Regions from separate parts of the Rattus norvegicus genome. Here region 2 is linked to region 1. Evidence: chromatin contacts called from public Hi-C data. All regions are on one chromosome and are shown on one strand. Each heading gives the region's core, a stretch centred on a gene start, on an enhancer-like site or on the middle of the called end of the contact. The rest is flanking DNA. Distances are from core to core; before and after follow the strand shown.

Region 1 (5,384 bases), core at 2,160-4,659:
GTGCTGGGATTAAGCCCAAGCACCCTTCTTTATCATTTAAAGTCAATCATGGATGGAGATGTGGCTCAGTGATAGATCCTAGCATGTGCAGAGACACAGGCTCTGTCCACACACCACACAAATAAACATACAAAGAATGAAGTCACCAAGAGCTATTTGATCCCTAGTTGCACAATGGTTGGGGCACTTGGTGACATCACCCTACTGTGGTTCTGTAGCCTGGCCTAGCCTCACCAGACTTTCCTGACAGGGTTGGCAGAGTGTCAAGAATAGCCCAGGACGCCGTTGGCCTTCCAAGGCCTCTGCTTGATACCTGGGGTTCTGTGAGCACGGATGTGACTAACTCAAAGCCATGGGTATTGTCAGAGCAGGTGGTTGTGGTTCCTGGCCAAAGAGGACAAGGCAGGTGGAGACAGAACGGGAGTAGACTGTGTTCAGCTGGCACTCATAAATGCTTCTCCACTCGGCCTGAGCAGGTGAGGTGAGGCAAGAGCTGGTTCTGGGAGATCAACCACATGGCATCCCACACACCAAAGTCCCCAGCCAATTAGGCCCTCCCCATAACAGCTGCCTTGTAGAGTTTCAGGGTGGTCAGGGAAAGGCAAGGAGGTAAGCACCGGGCACTTGGTGGTCAGTGTTTTGCAGCATTCTGCACCTCTGTACTGGCGTTTCCACCTGCTGCCTTCCAAATGGTTGCACTGTCCCCACAGCTGGGTCAATAAATTGGTCATGTGTGGCTCACACAGTTAGATTAAGAAGTGTGAGGCTTCTGTGTTGAGCTGAGACAGATGGCAGGCTGGAGCATGCAGGAGGACTGGACCAGGGACTGGCCCACGAGGATCGTGATGCCCCCATGGGGGTACTACTGACAGGAAGAGGGTAGCTGCGCCCTGGGGTTGGGGAGAGTCCTTCTCAGCCAGGAGACACGGGAGAGGGTAGTTTGGGGAATCCTTAGGCAAGATGAGAAGCTAGGAGTCTGGCTTAAGGAGGCTCAGACAGCTTAACCACCAGGGGCTTGGGTCACTGTGAACTAGGAGTTGGATGTGAACTTCCGAGGTTGGAAACTGGGGTGAGGCTGAGGTGGATGGACGTCTACTTCTTGGTGCTATACATGACAAGACTCCAGTGTGCTGCCCTCCTCTACCCTGTGTGGGGACACACAGAGCCTCTCTCCACAGGGAACCTGAGGCATTTCTGTACCAGGCATATGAGACAGTTGAGACCCCTAGAGGTACATGCTACTGACCGCAGACCTACTGTTCTCAGCTGATGTGACCACCTCGGGCTGGATGCAGAGATGCAGGGTGGCGTCTCCTCACTCCAGCCTCATCCTCTTCCGCTCTGGAGGGCCCCATAATTAGCATGTGTCCTTGGCCTTCCCTCCACGGTCTGGATTACCCTGCTTAGAGCATCACCCCACTGTATGGGATCACCCAGCTCTATGGAAAGCAAATTGCACTCAGAGAGGTGAGGGGACAACATGGGCAAAAGGGGGGCCAAGTGAGTATCAGGATTTGACTCCAGCCGCCTGAGTTTCCCACTCCCTTCCGAATCCACCTGTTATATTTCTGTAAGTGCTGCAAATCCTTCAGAGTCGAGCCGGGAATAAATAAATACACACATAAGTAAATACTGAGAGGCTGCCGGGAGATGCTGACACGGGGTCATTGCTGGGACCCGCTGTCCTGATCCGAGTGGGAGACAGTTTAGGGCGTGGCACACCCGCTTGCCATGCTAGGTCAGGGCTGGGGCAGCAGGAGCTACCAAACACTGATGTGATGCTGGGAAGGCACGGTCTGGGGGGTGGGGTGGGGTGGGGGTGGGGGTACTGGCTGAGTTGAGGTGTGGGTGGCCAGCTCAGCTGGCTGGCAGAGCCTCAGCCAGCTCCTCACTGTGAGCTAGCTTCTCATTTCTCTGTTCCTGCTTCAATGCAAATGTGTTGACACATTAATCTCTCCACCCTTCTGAGCACACCACACCAGCGGGATTAGCTTTGCACTTGTAAGGGACAGGCCCAGCCTCTCCACACCTCCCTCCCAGCCTAGAGCAAGTAGGACCCATCAGCCTTGATGGGCACAGAGCATGGCATGAACGAGGGATGAAACCAGGCTCTGAGACTCAGGGTGACTGAAGAAAGGACCTTGAAGGTCTTGGGGGATGGTTAGAGATCAAAGAAAAGGGTGTCTTGGCCATGATGGCTTCATCCTGTGTGGTGTGGGGGGGGGCAGTGCTGGCCAGTGGGAAGCAGCCCCCGCCCCACCCCACCCCGCTCTGTCAGCCCCTGCCCAGAGCCTTGTTTATAGAGCTGGTGGAGGAGGTAAGGCCAGATGGAGGAGGCCAGAGCCTCCCCTGTCTGGCATGCTGGAGTGTGCATGTTGTGTGCACTTGACTTTGTGTGCTTCCCATTGCATTGCCTGCTGCTCTCCACCCTCGCAGGCCTGGGGCAGAGCAGCCCAGGACTCAGGCTCCGAAGGTGACATGGCTATTTCTGGGCCTGGATCTCTGCCAACAGTAGCAGGAGAGTGAGTGACAGGGCATCGGGGAAGGTGCTGCTGAGTCGGGCCTCTGCCTCCTCCAGTCCCCTCACCCTGGACCGGAGCTGGGGAGGTAGAGGGCTGTACACCTGCCCCCCTGTCCCTGAGCTTCACTCTTTATATCTGTAATACAGGTGCCCACTTGGAAAGTACTAGAAGGGACCCAACACATGGCAAAGGAGAGTAGCTTGTTCAGTTAAAATAGCTGTGTATGAGAGCTCTTACCCTACTCCTCATCCTTAGGGACCTAGCAGTGTTCCAATCAGCCCTTTGGGAAGAACAAAGGCTGCTAAACCGTGCCCACAAAGGAGAAGCCCTGGCAGGGAGCAAGCCCAGAGGATTGTTGGAGAGTCATGGCCATTCGTGTCAGAGTACTCCATGTTTGAGTCCCAGCTCCCCCTATCCAGCCTGCTTCCATGGGGACACTGTTCCCATTATGCAGACGGGAACATGGAGGCTCAGAGTTTCTATCTCTTGCTTGAGTTCCCTGGCATGGTAATGGGATTCAAGCTTCTAGCTTATCAGGCCATGGGGAGAATTGGGGGTACTTGGCAGACAGAAGCTGGGAGGTCAGATGGAGCCTCCAAGATTGCTGGGGACTAGTGTAGGGAGCAGGTGGACTGAGCAGGGGCCCCACTAGCAGCAGAGAAGCCACCTGGGAAGGCTGGGAGGCCCGGGGAGAAGCCGGTGCTGACCTGTCCTGTTCAATTGTAAACCGAAGTGCAAACAAGCCCCAGTACCCGACGCTCTCGCCCAAATCAAATTGGTGCTATGATTTCTCTGCGGGCGGCGGGCAGCCTTCCGGAGAGGAATGGGGAGGCTGGCATGGGGTGTGAGAGCCAGCAGGGACGAGGCCATTTGTCTGGGGCAGCCGGCTTGGCTGGCTGGGATCTTCCACCCAAATTAAATTTTAACCCAGCTCATAAATCTTCCTCCAAGTCCCTCCCCCATCACTAGCTGTTGCATGGCCTCACTGGGATCAGGGACTGTGCTGTCCCCTCATCCCCAGTGGCTGTTGGGCTGAAGGGCCTGCCTGTTTAGGGGAGTGAGACTGTGGCCTACAGACAGGCTCTGAGACTCACAGGCCACTGACCACAGGGGCCAGCAAAGGGCTTGGCCTGGATGTGCAGAGTAGGAACTCAGTTATGGAGTGGATTCAGTGGGGCCACGCCCAGCAATTGGGGTTTGCTAATGTGTATGACTGTACATATATGAAGGCCAGGGGTCAACCTTGAGTGTCAGTCCTCAGACGCCCTCGCCCTTTGAGACAGTCTTCCGCTGACTTGGGACTCACCAATTAGACTACACTGACCAGTGAGCCCAAGGGGACCCTCTTTTCTTCACCTCCAAGCACAGGCATAAGAAAGATCTCCTACCACGCCCTGCTTTTTTAAGTCAGGGGATCAAACTCAGATCCTAATGCTGAGGTCCTAATTCAGACAGGGAAGCCCTTTCTGCTAAGCCTAAGGTCTAATGACATCGCTGGGCCTCAGTTTACTCTGCAGTGCACATAGTTGGGATACAGGGAGAGTGAGGAGAGTGAGGTAAAGCCCTGGGGCCCTAGAAGTTGTCTCTGTACTGGAGGCAGCAGCCTCTTCTGTCCTGGACATGGTGAGTGACCTTGTGACCTGTCTGCTAGAGGACAGTAGTGAAGGACCCCTCTGGGTGCTAGGATTGGGGGTTGGCACTCTGTCTCCTGCTAGGTCTGTGCTGAGCTAGTGTGGGCCATGTGTACCCCAGGACTCAGCCATACATACCCCAAGAGACTGGGTTCTCTATACAGGGGCAAGAGTGGAGTGTTGGAGGTACACACACACACACACACACACACACACACACACTCACATACACACACTCGCTCACACATATACACTCTCTCACACACACACACACTCCCTCACACACACACTCTCACACACATTCGCACACACACTTACACACTCACACACACTGTCTCACACACACACTCACATTCACATTCACATACACACTCATACTCACATTCACACACACACACTCACATACACACTCACTCACACATACACACATTGATATACTCCCTTCTAGGACCTTTTACATAGTGTGTGGCCTCATGATTACAATCAGTCACTATGGTGTGGGGTACTGCTACCTCTCCCTCCCACCCCCCATCCTCCCTTGCGGCTTTCCACTCTCCAGTGACACCCTCCTGTCCTCTGGATGAAGTCTAGACTGCTTCTACATGACATACTGGGCTACTGTTCATAGACACTGAGTTTAGACTCCCTCCCGCCCCAGGGCCTTTGCATGTGCAGCTACTGTTGCATTTGGGGTGTTTTGTCCTCTCCTGTCTGCCTTACTTTCCCTTGCTGACTCCGCTCCTGCCCCAGGGAGATAGAGTGTGTGCGTCCATGTTTAAGGAGGGAGGAAGGTTATCACACCCATAGTTTTGAGGTTTCAACACCCAGATCAACCCAGGCAACTGGGAGGACAGCCAATGCTAATCCATTTTCATTGCCTCTGGTACACCGTGGCTCCTCTGTGTGTACTAAGGACAGAGGTAGTCACCAGCCCTATCTGACCCTCAAGAGAGGCTATGATGTTCTTTATTTTAGTTGACAATATACAAAGAGAGACACTCATGCTGGGAGGAGACCCTTCCCCTGACATCCACATTTCCTGCTGATCCCCATCCTCCCCTCTGCCGAGCTTCTCACAGAGCACTTCCTTCAGCCACCTACCTTCCCCACACAGTCAGCCGGGCTGCCATAGTCATCTATACCTCAAATGTGGGTTTGTTGTTCTCTGTGGTGTGCAATTAACGTCCCCACTAGTAAACGGTACAGCCACATTTCACCTGCGCCCTAACGT
Region 2 (5,330 bases), core at 2,798-5,297, 72 kb before region 1:
TCTTTTTTTTTTTTTTTTTTTTTTTTTGGTTCTTTTTTTCGGAGCTGGGGACCGAACCCAGGACATTGCCCTTTCGATCTCCAGCTCTTCTCCCTGCTGCAGCTCCAGTTCCTTGCCATCTACTGTCTGGGGTGTCAGAGGGGCCAGGCCCTTACACTTAACGTTAAGACGCCCCCTTGTGGCTGTGGGCAGTTCCCCTCGAGCACTCACGCTTAGCTGGCAGCCGATAGCCGCAAGTGATCTTGGCTTTGCCGGTCTCGCAGTTCTGCAGGGTGCGGCATTCGTCCGTCAGGAGGGATCCCGCGGCCCGATGAATGCAGCCGTCCACTGCAGGGGACCGGGAGAAATGAGCTGTCGGGTTCCCCTGCATCCCACTCCAATCCCAAGAAACTCCAAGGCTATGCATTAGCCCACTTGGCATCACGAAGTTCTCTCCAAGGCTGCTCTTGTCACTCCTTGTTTCACATCTAGGGAAACTGAGGCTCCAAGGAGTTGCTGTGAGCCCTGGAGTGAAGAGACGGGGGCGACCGGCAGGGGGCGCGCCTGACCCACCCTCTGGCTTCTCGGTCCTGCAGCGCCGTCCTGAGGTCATTCAGATCTAAGAATCTGGTGGGATCCTAAAACCCACCTTTTGACAAGGCCGTTTCAAATTCCAAGCCTCAATTAATTCCTTCTGAGGAACCGAGGCCGCCTAGTTCCAATGGCAGATCCAATCCTGCGCCTGAGCCTAGCTTTTCCAGCTCCTTCCCATTAGACCAGGCCTCTCAGGTGTCTGTAGCCTCTCAAACCCTGGTGGGGCAACTAGCAGACTCGTTAGCATTAGTGCATCCTGCTTAACTAAGGCCAGGCTCAGGGCTTGTTTATCCAAGGGAGGCTCTTGGGATTCTCCGTGACCCTGGGGACCCAGGCCCAGATAAACAACTATTAATGCTGCTATATTCCAAAGCCAGCAGAAGCCCAGAGGCAGCTCTGCCACTGACTCACCCAAGAACCATGTAGCTTTGCCCAAACAGGCTGAGGCAAGTACCGGTTTGCCCCGTCTGCTCTAGATTTTCTCCTGCTTTACCAGGATCTCAACTGCAAATAGTGGCCCCTGCGATGGCAGGGCGGATGGAGCCCAGGCCTGTCCTTGAGAAGGTCTACTGCCTGGTACCTGGCTGCACTGGCATCAAGCAAGCAAACAAACAATCCTGGCTCCATTTTACAGACTCCTAACATGAGACCCTTTTTCCTTCCTGCATCCCTCTAACTTCTTGGCTCAGATCAGGGCACACCAACAGGACACCCCCTCTCTCTTCTGTTTCCTGTTTCCAATTACACTTAATTTAAAACTTTCCTCAGAGCTGACTCTGGGTGGTTTCCCAGAGTTGGGGAGCCCTGGGAATGGCTCAGGGCAGGATATTTCAGGCCCCCTGCTCTCCTCTGCTGCAGAGTGGGTGTTGAGAGTTTGGAGGCTGTGCGAAGCCTGAAATCCACAGAGTAACTGTTGTGGGGGTCACAGAGGACCCAGCACCGTACAGAACAGCAGCGATGGGGCTTGGGGGTGAGCAGCCTGAGTAACCTGGGCACATCACTACTTCTCTGGGTCTAATGGAGTGCCCACCTCATAGGATGTTGGAAAAATAAATGTCGCAGGGTAGGGTGGTACCAGGGATTGAACTCAGGACGCACAATCCACTGCTGAGCTGCACCTCAGTGCCAAGTAAACTGACCTTTTTTTCTCTCTCATATTTGTTGTGGTTTGGTATTTATTTGAACCACGTGATCTCGTGTAGTTTGGGCTAGCCTCAATTTAAACTTAAACTCCTAACCTTCCTTCCTCCACTCTGAGTGAGGGGCTTGGGGGATATACCAGGCTCTAATTCTTTTTACTTTACTTTTTTAGATGTACTTACGTCACTTTATGTGTATGAACGTTTTGCCTACATGCATGTATGTTCACTGTGTCTGTAGGCTCCTCCTAGGATTACAGACAGTTGTGAGCCACCATGTGGTGTCTGGGAATTGAGTCTGGGTTCTCTTCAAGAGCAACAGTGTTCTCGGCCCCTGAAGTCAGGTTCTAATACCTGTTAGGTAAGCAGTGTTGGGCTTGATCAGATGCAAAGTGATTTAGCCCCTATCATAACAGACTGTCAGTCTCGGCCTCCAGGCACTCCACCACCTGCTACTCCAGTTGAAGTGTCCTGCAGGTGACCTTGGCTGGCTATCGGATCATGTGAAATACAGACCCTGCTCAAAGGAACAAGCTTGCGGGCTGGAGAGATGGCTCAGCGGTTAAGAGCACCTGACTGCTCTTCCAGAGGTCCTGAGTTCAATTCCCAGCAACCACATGGTGGCTCACAACCATCTGTAAAGAGATCCGATGCCCTCTTCTGGTGTATCTGAAGACAGCTACAGTGTACTTATATATAATAAATGAATAAATAAATCTTTAAAAAAAAAAAAAAAAAAAAAAAAAGGAACAAGCTTGCAGCCAGTCCTTTGGGGCAGACCTGGGGAAGTGAGGGCACAGAGAACTGACACAGGAGCCCTCTCCCAACTTTTAAAATAGGACTTGGGCCACATGACTGTGACCAAAACCAAAGATGAGGCCCTGGCCACCATATCTGTGTTATCCTTCCCCAAACAGGTTGGCCCTGGAATTTAAATCTCAGCTGCATGGCCCCTCCTTCCCACCCAATCCTCCCACCTCCTCTGGATGTCTGCCGTCAAGACCTGTCCCCGCATCAGCCTTGATGTCGGTCCCACAGTAGTTTCCTTTTCACCAGGGAAGAATGCGGTGACTTACGCCTTTAATCCCAGCAGTTGGGAGGCAGAGGGAGGCCAGTTAGACTAAATGGTAAAGTCCTTTCTCACCAAGCAAACACCAAGGCCTGCAGCTCAGTCTAAGCCTGGTCAGCATCCTTCTGTCTACTTGGTCCGATATGAGCATCCCTCCATTGTGGTGGAGCTGTCAGCCTTCATCCCTCCCCGTTACACCTCCTCCTTGCAGTAAGTACCTTGGGGTGCTGAGCCAGACCCATAGATGGTCTTGTTGGAGCCTTATACCCCACCAAGGAACTGCCAACCCCTTCTTTTTTTTTTTTTTTCCGGAGCTGAGGACCGAACCCAGGGCCTTGCGCTTGCTAGGCAATCACTCTACCACTGAGCTAAATCCCCAACCCCCAACCCCTTCTTTATAGAGGAAGCTGAGGCCCAGATATTAAAACTTGGCACAGATTACGCCCTGGGGCCTGAAGGTTCAGGGACTCTACTGGGACCATGATGTGGCTGCTTTTGCTTCCAACCTTGCTACCCTCAGTGGACCAGTGCTTATTTGCCGCTGGCAACTGTTTCTGCCATCTTTGTCTCCCTGCCCTCTTCATCCCTGCAGTCTGGCACCCATCCTCTGTCTGAATCAATACATCCCCTAGAAAAGTATCTGCTCTGGGGACCCTCGTTTCTGGACTGTGCAGCTTGTCCATAGGGCTGTATACAACTGCCACCCACCAAGGTGCTCTCAGAGACACTAGCTGTTGCCTCACTGGCCACTCAGGGCTCTTCTGTCCCAGGCCTCTCCCTGCTAATGCTCTCACTGACCCCTACCTCTCACTGAACCCCAGCCCCTTCCCCTCCTGTCTAGTCAGTCCCTCAAAGCCTGGGAGATGCGAAGGGACGTCCTCCTGGTAACTGTGGATAGACCTAACGTGCAGTGCAGCATGGGACTTTCAGAAGACTCTACCCTCTTTGTTCCAGTACAATTCTCCCCAGCAAGGAGGGACAGGGGCTGGTATGAGCTGTCTCATGACAGGAGGAAAGGGCTGGAGCCTGACCCTCTGCAAACCAACCAAGGTGCACTCCAGTGGGGACCACTCCAGCAAGGCGCTGAGGACTGTTGGCTTCTATTTAGGGTGCTGTAATATTCATGAAGGAAGATTAGATATTTAAATTTATTCAGCAATAAATGTGTCTCAGTGGGGGAGCATTCCTCACGCTAAACAAACAAGCGAGCAGGGGCTAATTAATTATTTACAGGAACAAGAGGAGCCAGTGGCCTAGGGGACTCAGAGGGCAGTTGCACCCCTGCCAAAGGGTCAGCTATCCCCATTCCCTTCTGCCACTCAGTGGAGCTGGCCCTGTTACATCCCCTACTGGGATTTCTCTCTCCCCAAATTCAGGCCAAAGATTGCTGGTAACTTTGGGCTAGTTATTCAATCTCTCTGAATTTCAGAGCCTAGTTGTTCAAAGATCTGTAGGGGACATTGATGTAGGCCAGGAGGCAACTAGCAGGTAGGCAACTGAAAGCCAGGAGGAGTCAACAACGTTCCGAGATCTCACAGCTGGAAGTGGAACAGAAGCCAAGGTCTCTAGGGCTAGGGCCTGTCTTACAAGAAGTGGAGGCAAAGGTTCAGAGAGGCATAGCTATGAGTCACAGAGCAAGAGAGGATTCTGGATAGCTCTCACCTCTGCCCTGCCTATCTTGGCCTCCTGTGGACTCCCCACCAGGTGAAAAGCAAGGAGGAGCCTGGAAGGGGGATCCAGTTTATAGAGTGACAGCCAACTTGGCCTTGCAGACACAGACAAGGAGTTTTCCAAACCAAGTCCCCCTTTCTGGGCTCTTTCATCGTGTCTCCAGGGTACAGTCTCTCTACCTCTCTGTGCCTCAGTTTCCTCAGCAGTCAGCAAGTCCTTGTTGCTTCATGTGGGCCTTTGGGAGGAGGCTGCTCCTTTGTTTATTGCACTGTCAATAGTCACAGCTAGATAGATGGTCCTGGTTTGGCCAAGAGCAGGGGCCTGGTTATTGTGTGTGGGAGGGGCAGGGTCCTCTGTCCAGGAAGGTATAGGGAACCTCTCCCCATCTGGACAGTCAGTCCTGCTTGGGCTCTGGCCTGGGAACAGCTCTCAGCAGTCACACCTTAGTGTAGCATACAGCTGCCAGTCAGACCCTGTGCACTGGTCCTTGTCTATTTCCTTCTCAGAAGGAGAGCCTGGCTGAGCAGATGGGGAGCTAAGGCAGAGTCCTGAGCTGCTGACCTTTGAACTCCAACCTTCAAGAGGTCTATGGAGATCCACTGGGTCCTGGACCCTTTTTTCCTGGCTTGCACCACACTTTCTTCCTCTTCCTGGCTAGAACTTGTAAACCAAGACACTGATGTCGCCTGGCTAGAACCCAAACAGACAGCCTCTGCTTGTCCTCTCTGGTCCTTCACTCCATGGACAGCCCTCCTCCAATGTCTGCTCCGGACATGGCCTACATTGGGCCCAGGGAAGGACACAGAGCCCACCCTCCAGAGGCTGCATCCTGGAGGTGCCCAGGTAGGTGGGCGCCCCAGGGAGAAGACGGATGGTCC

What was found. A called contact is a pair of places that touch in the nucleus more often than the background predicts.
Region 2: a Hi-C map of liver shows a contact between it and region 1, with 2.4 times the contacts expected there. The contact joins two enhancer-like sites. A contact is called at or near these places in 3 of 12 Hi-C or Micro-C datasets (kidney, liver and mammary epithelial cells).

The regions. Positions count from the first base shown.
Region 1 is chr1:213,736,841-213,742,224 of GRCr8, reverse strand. All of the region lies in intron 3 of Macrod1 (mono-ADP ribosylhydrolase 1), which reads right to left. It also overlaps a transcript of Flrt1 not described here. Among named protein-coding and RNA genes, the nearest start is that of Flrt1, 25 kb to the right of the region's middle. Within about 2 kb of position 3,409, at least 12 of the 93 cell types and tissues checked have an H3K27ac peak or open chromatin away from gene starts, as enhancers often do. A contact at or near this core is called in kidney and liver, where this site is marked.
Region 2 is chr1:213,809,513-213,814,842 of GRCr8, reverse strand. It overlaps Macrod1 (mono-ADP ribosylhydrolase 1), which reads right to left. Exons shown (of 11, transcript NM_139337.2): 5 at 211-327. Among named protein-coding and RNA genes, the nearest start is that of Otub1, 13 kb to the left of the region's middle. Within about 2 kb of position 4,047, at least 4 of the 93 cell types and tissues checked have an H3K27ac peak or open chromatin away from gene starts, as enhancers often do. A contact at or near this core is called in kidney and liver, where this site is marked.